2 separate regions of the Sus scrofa genome follow, and region 1 is linked to region 2. A link is a contact called in public HiChIP or PLAC-seq data. All regions are on one chromosome and are shown on one strand. The core of a region is the stretch at or near the end of the contact, and the rest is flanking DNA. Distances in the headings are between cores, read along the strand shown. Region 1 holds the start of OS9 (protein OS-9). Region 2 holds the start of B4GALNT1 (beta-1,4 N-acetylgalactosaminyltransferase 1).

What was found. HiChIP or PLAC-seq counts read pairs in DNA pulled down with a chosen protein or histone mark.
Region 1: an H3K27ac HiChIP or PLAC-seq map of alveolar macrophages shows a contact between it and region 2. The contact joins the promoter of OS9 here to the promoter of B4GALNT1 in region 2. A contact is called at or near these places in 1 of 5 promoter capture datasets (liver), 16 of 47 Hi-C or Micro-C datasets (alveolar macrophages, blood, brain and 7 more) and 1 of 2 datasets of contacts at active chromatin or transcription factors (alveolar macrophages).

The regions. Positions count from the first base shown.
Region 1 is chr5:22,956,631-22,959,330 of Sscrofa11.1, forward strand. OS9 (protein OS-9) reads left to right here and starts at 1,273. Exons shown (of 16, transcript XM_021091889.1): 1 at 1,273-1,469; 2 at 1,887-2,063. The coding sequence starts at 1,308.
Region 2 is chr5:22,895,866-22,898,640 of Sscrofa11.1, forward strand. It overlaps B4GALNT1 (beta-1,4 N-acetylgalactosaminyltransferase 1), which reads right to left and starts at 1,521. Exons shown (of 12, transcript XM_021091871.1): 1 at 1,005-1,521; 2 at 742-835; 3 at 1-136. The coding sequence starts at 1,323.

The DNA of each region.
Region 1 (2,700 bases), core at 23-2,522, 61 kb after region 2:
GGATTCTTAACCCACTGCAGAGACAACACAGGTCCTTAACCCGCTTTGCCACAGAGGAAACTCCAGTCTGCTTATATTAGAGTGAGAACATTAAAAGGTTGATTGGAAAGATTGTGTGAGGGCTGGGGCCTGTAGGCTAAGGGCTTAATTGAAGGATTCCTTCATCTGTTTACAAGAACCTAGATGAGAGTATCTTTGGGATTTCTCTTTTGGGCTGGACAGATTCTCCATATAAGTTTTTCCAAAGTATAATCATGCTCTTGTTTATGTTTGTTTAGGAATTAATTTCTCAGGTTTGCTAAATCAGTTACCATTCCTTAATTTGCTTTCTAGCTTCTAAAATGTTGCTGCTGTTGTCTCCTTTCTCTTTGTTCCTACATGGCCTAGAGAATAATACATGCATTGCCACTGCTCCCCATCCCCAGCTCCAGCCCCCCGTTTTTAATTGGAAGCCCCATTATTTCTTTTTCTTTCTTCTTTTTCTCTTTTTGCTCTTTTAGAAGGCCGCACCCGCAGCATATGGAAGTCCCCAAGCTGGGGGTCGAATTGGAGCAGCAGCTGCCAACCTAGACACAGCCACAGCAACACAGGACCCAGTCGCGCCTGCGACCTATACCACAGTTCACTGCAACGGTGAATCCTTAGGCCATTTGGCGAGGCCAGGGATCAAACCGCACCCTCATGAATACTAGTCTGACTCCTAACCCTCTAAGCCACAATGGGAACCCCCTTCCCATTATTTTTTAGGATAATTTTATTAGAGGACAACTGCAGGATTGTGGAGAAAGGCTTTGAAACAAATTACTAGATTGCCCTAAAGTCGTATGTATATGTGAAAAGAGTAATCTATTATGTAATAATTGTTTTGCAACAGGTATTAGTAGCTTTCAGGAGTATTGAGTTGCACGCACCCATATGCCTCTTTTCTCCAGGCGGCGGCCCTACACACAACACAGCAAATGACTTAAAAAGTCGAGATGTACTAAACAACTAGTCGGAGATAAAAACCTGCTTAACCTGGCCCAGCGCATAGACCACGCCTTTCTGGAGCGGAGAGGGTGGGAGGGGGTCCGATCTCGTTGGTGATTGGCTGGCCTCTCTGGCCAATCACGCGCAGCGAATGATTTCGCTAATCGTCGTGATCCACCTCCTAGTGGGCTTTGGAGCTACTTTGTCAAATGGGAATAGGGCACATGAGAAGGACAGAAAATTTAGCCAATGAAACCTTGGGGCGTTAATGGGCGGGGTGAGGCCGCTGCCAGGTTTGGGGCGGAAGGAGTTGTTCTGGATTAGAAGGGGAACGAAAGATGGCGGCGGAGACGCTGCTGTCCAGTCTGTTGGGGCTACTGCTTCTGGGGCTCCTGTTACCCGCAAATCTGACCGGCGGTGTCGGGAGCCTGAACCTGGAAGAGCTGAGTGAGATGCGTTATGGGATCGAAATACTGCCGTTGCCTGTCATGGGAGGGCAGGTGAGGAGGCGTAAAAGGGGAGAGGGTCCGGAGCAGAAGGGGAAGGGGGAGATGGTAGAGGAAGAAGGGCAGATGTGTAGTCTCTGGCGGGAGAATCGGTAAGAGTAAGAAGGGGATTTATGAGAACTCCTGAGGTTCGCAGACTGAGACCCATTCCCTTGGGGCCAGGGACTGGGAGGGGTGGGGCTTCCCGCTGTCAGCTTTAAGTCCCAGTTCCTGATCGAAACACTCAGACTCCTCCCCCGTGGAGAAGTGGGAGTGCCCTCTCCCCTCACCCGCTAAACACAGCTGCAGGACTTGTGGCCCATTCTGTCTTGACTGGGCTCTTCCCCAGGATATGAAGAGGGATCTCGTTGTTCTTCCTGATCCCAGGTTCTCTTTCCCTCCCCGCCCCCCCGACCCTTACCTCTTTCCCAGAACCAAGCTTCGGACGTGGTGATTGTCTCCTCTAAGTACAAGCAGCGCTATGAATGTCGCCTTCCAGCTGGAGCTATTCACTTCCAGCGTGAAAGGGAGGAGGAGGCACCTGCTTATCAAGGGCCTGGGATCCCTGAGTTGTTGAGCCCAATGAAAGATGCTCCCTGCCTGCTGAAGGTGAAGGGGACTGGGATGGAGGGAATGAGGGCTTAGGAATTATCTATTTGGGAACCCGTGTGCCTGTGAATGAGGAGTGATCCAGAGGATATGTAAGAGTTAAGAAGGCCATTGAAGGAGTAGGCATATTGTACAGACAGGAAAGAAGCAAAGACTCCTGTGACCACTGATGACACTTTGCTGAATATAGAAGGAGGATTAGATAGACGATCTCAGAAGAAGAGTTAAGCCAACGTGGTATAGGCTGGCAGCTGCAGCTCCAATTGGACCCCTAGCCTGGGAACTTCCATATGCTGTAGGTGCGGCCCTGGGTGGGGAGGGGGGGAATTTAGCCAAGATTGAGGTGCTTAAAGAGGGTCAGTATAGGGCAAGAGGGGCACTTCCCAGACAAGCCTTCCTTGTAAAGTCAACCCTCCTCTTTCACTCTCTGTCCAGTATCCTATTTTATTTTCATCTTGGCACTTTTCATCATCTGAAATCATCTTATTACCTGAATCATCAGTTTATTTATTTTTGGTCTGAGTCCTAGCACTAGAATGTAAGTCTGTGAGGGCAGAAAATTTATATTGTGCACAGCTGTATCCCCAGTGGCTAAAACAGTACAAGGAAGTTCGATTTATTTTGTAATAGCCTATGT
Region 2 (2,775 bases), core at 271-2,770:
GCCCTGCAGGGGCGTCCACAGCGCAAGAGGTGCCTGGAGGCCCGGCGCGACCCGGGTGCTCGCATACAGGAGCCCCAGCGAGGCGCAGGCGAGCAGCAGGACCAGCATACAGAGGGCCCGGCGGCCCAGCCGCATCCTGGGTGGGCGGTAGGGTGGGAGGGTGATAATGGGGGGAAAGGGAAGGGGTGGGCTGGGACCCTCGGCTTCCGCGGTTTTGGAGGCACCCGCCGGCCCCCCGGGGCGCTCTCCACAGCTCGCGCGCCAGGATTTGCATAGCGAATCGGTACCCGCGTCCCCCTCCCCTCACTCCCCGGGCCTCGGGTCTCCCGGCCTCCTTTCTTCTCGCCCTCTCCCGCATCTCGCTTTCCTCTCACGCCTGAGGCCCGGCATCTTGAAGCCAGAGACCTTTGGATGTAGTGGTCTCGACGCGGAGGCTCATGAGTAGAAGAGCATCGCTTTATTAGAACAGCGGCTGTCCCCGAACCCGTCGCCTCCCCTGGCCCGCTCATCCCCCACCCCAACCCTTCAGTTCGAGCATCACCTGGCCCCGAGTGGGCTGCAGAGGGCAGCGCCATACCTTGCCTGTCATGAAAAATGCAGAATCACGCCCAAGCTATTAGGTGGCTCTGGCGGAGGTGACCCGGTGAATGGAATGGGGAAGCTGGGCGGGGGACAAGGTGGACCAGCGTGCGCGCCTCCTCCCGCCTCCAGCTCGGCCCCTCATCCCGCCCCGGCACTGACCTGTCTAACGCTCTAAGGCCGCCGCAAGATTTCGGTCCAGGCTGCTCCAGGCTCTCAGACCCCGCCTGGGCGTCCTCATGAGGCTGGAGGCGGCCTGATGGGGGAGTCGGGCGTGAGCCTGAGATTGAGGGGGATCCTCCTGCCTCCCGAGTGCGCCCGACCCCTCCCGCCTTCGGACTTTCCCGGCTTTGTAGACCGCGGCGCTGGGGTGGCTCTGGGCGTTTCCTGCGGGGGGTGGGGTCGGAGCCGAGAAACCGCTGTACCCCAGGCCCGGGAACAGAGCTTGGGCTCCTCGGCACCCTGTCCCACTTGCTGGGCCAGGAGGGCTCGGGCCGCCGCCCGGCTCTTCCGATCGCGGCGCCGCGCGGCTGGGCTCCCAGGCTGGTTGCGGCGGAGGATCCGGCTACGAGAGGAGAAGGCGAGCGCCGGGGCGCCTTCTGTTGGGCGCCGAGGACATTGCGGGGGCGCGAAGCCGGCGCGGCGCGGCGCGAAGATTCTTCTCTCCACGCCCTCCCACTCCCAGCTCTTCGCTTCCGAACCCTGGCACCTCATCCGTCTGCCCCAAATCCCAGTCACTCCCATTCCCTCTTCCTTCCGAGCCGCCCCCTCCTTGAGACTGTGACCAAGGACAAGAGATAAGGGCTTTGGGAAGAGGTGGGGCGGAGACGCCCTGTAACCCCATTTCAAGGAAGATTTGGGTAGTTAGAGAAGGAAGCCAGAGAAGACCTTGGAAAATAGACTCTGGCTAACAAAGACAGGTTCACAGCCTTCCTCCCATCCTCACCTCCCCCGGCCCTCCCTCACCGCCCCGCCCCCCCATTATCTAAAAACACTCAATGATCTAACAAACACTCAGTTCAAGGGCCTGCCTGCTTCTTCTGACTGCTCACTGTTGCCAGAGGAAGGAAATCCCAAGCAGTGGCTTGTAGTTGTAGTTTTGTGTGCAAGCTGCAGACCATAGACTCCCTTTCTTGCATCTGGATTCCTGATGCTGCCCTGAGTTCTGTGGTTCCATGGTTCTAATAAAAGATTTGTCACTGTTTAATAGAGAAAAAGATATAGGAAATGTACAACATAATGAAAATGTGGGGGCCGGGGGAGGGAAGGATGAATTATTGGATGAATTGTGTACAAAGAAGTGACAAATCAGCTGGGGGGAAAGTGGGATTCTCAGCCTCTTTACACCAAAATAAATTCCCAATTTATCAAATACTTTAGTTTTAAAAATGAAACCACAAAAAATAGTAAAATCGTGGAGTCTGCTTTTTATAATCTTGGAGTGGGGAAGAGATCTCTAAGCAAGATATAAAAGGAAGTATTAATATATTTGCCTGTAGGAGTTCCCATCGTGGCCCAGCAGAACCGAACCCAACTAGGAACCATGAAGTTGTGGGTTCTATCCTTGGCCTCACTCAGTGGATTAAGGATCTGGCTTTGGGATGAGCTGTGGTTGTAGGTCGAAGATGCTGCTCGGATCCTGCGTTGCTGTGGCTGTGGCATAGGCCTGCAGCTGTAGCTCCCATTGGACCCCTAGCCTGGAAATCTCTATATGCTGTGGGTGAGGCCCTAAAAAGCAAAAAATTAAAAAAAATTTGCCTGTATAAAAAACTTGGATGAAGGAATTTCTATAAGAAATTGAGAGAGAAGTGGCAAACTGAAAAAATATTTGCAATATGTACAACAGATGAAGATTGCTTTTCTTAAGAGCTCTAAAACATTTTGATAAACCACCCTGAAATGGACAAAAATCATGATTAGGCAGTTGACAGAAAAAGTGAAAATGGCTTTTGAATATATGAAAATGTACTTAACCTTATTCATAATAAATAAAATGCAAATTAGAATAACAGTGAAATGTTTTTTGATTACCAAATTAGTAAGGACCAAAGACTTTGCTATCCAACGGATTGGCCAAGTGTTTGGAGAAAGAGCCACTGTCATACATATGTTGTTGTGAGTGTAAATTGGTACAACTTAGAGCAATTGGCAATTGGCCAATCTAGTAACATTTAAAATGCTGATCTTTAAAAATTT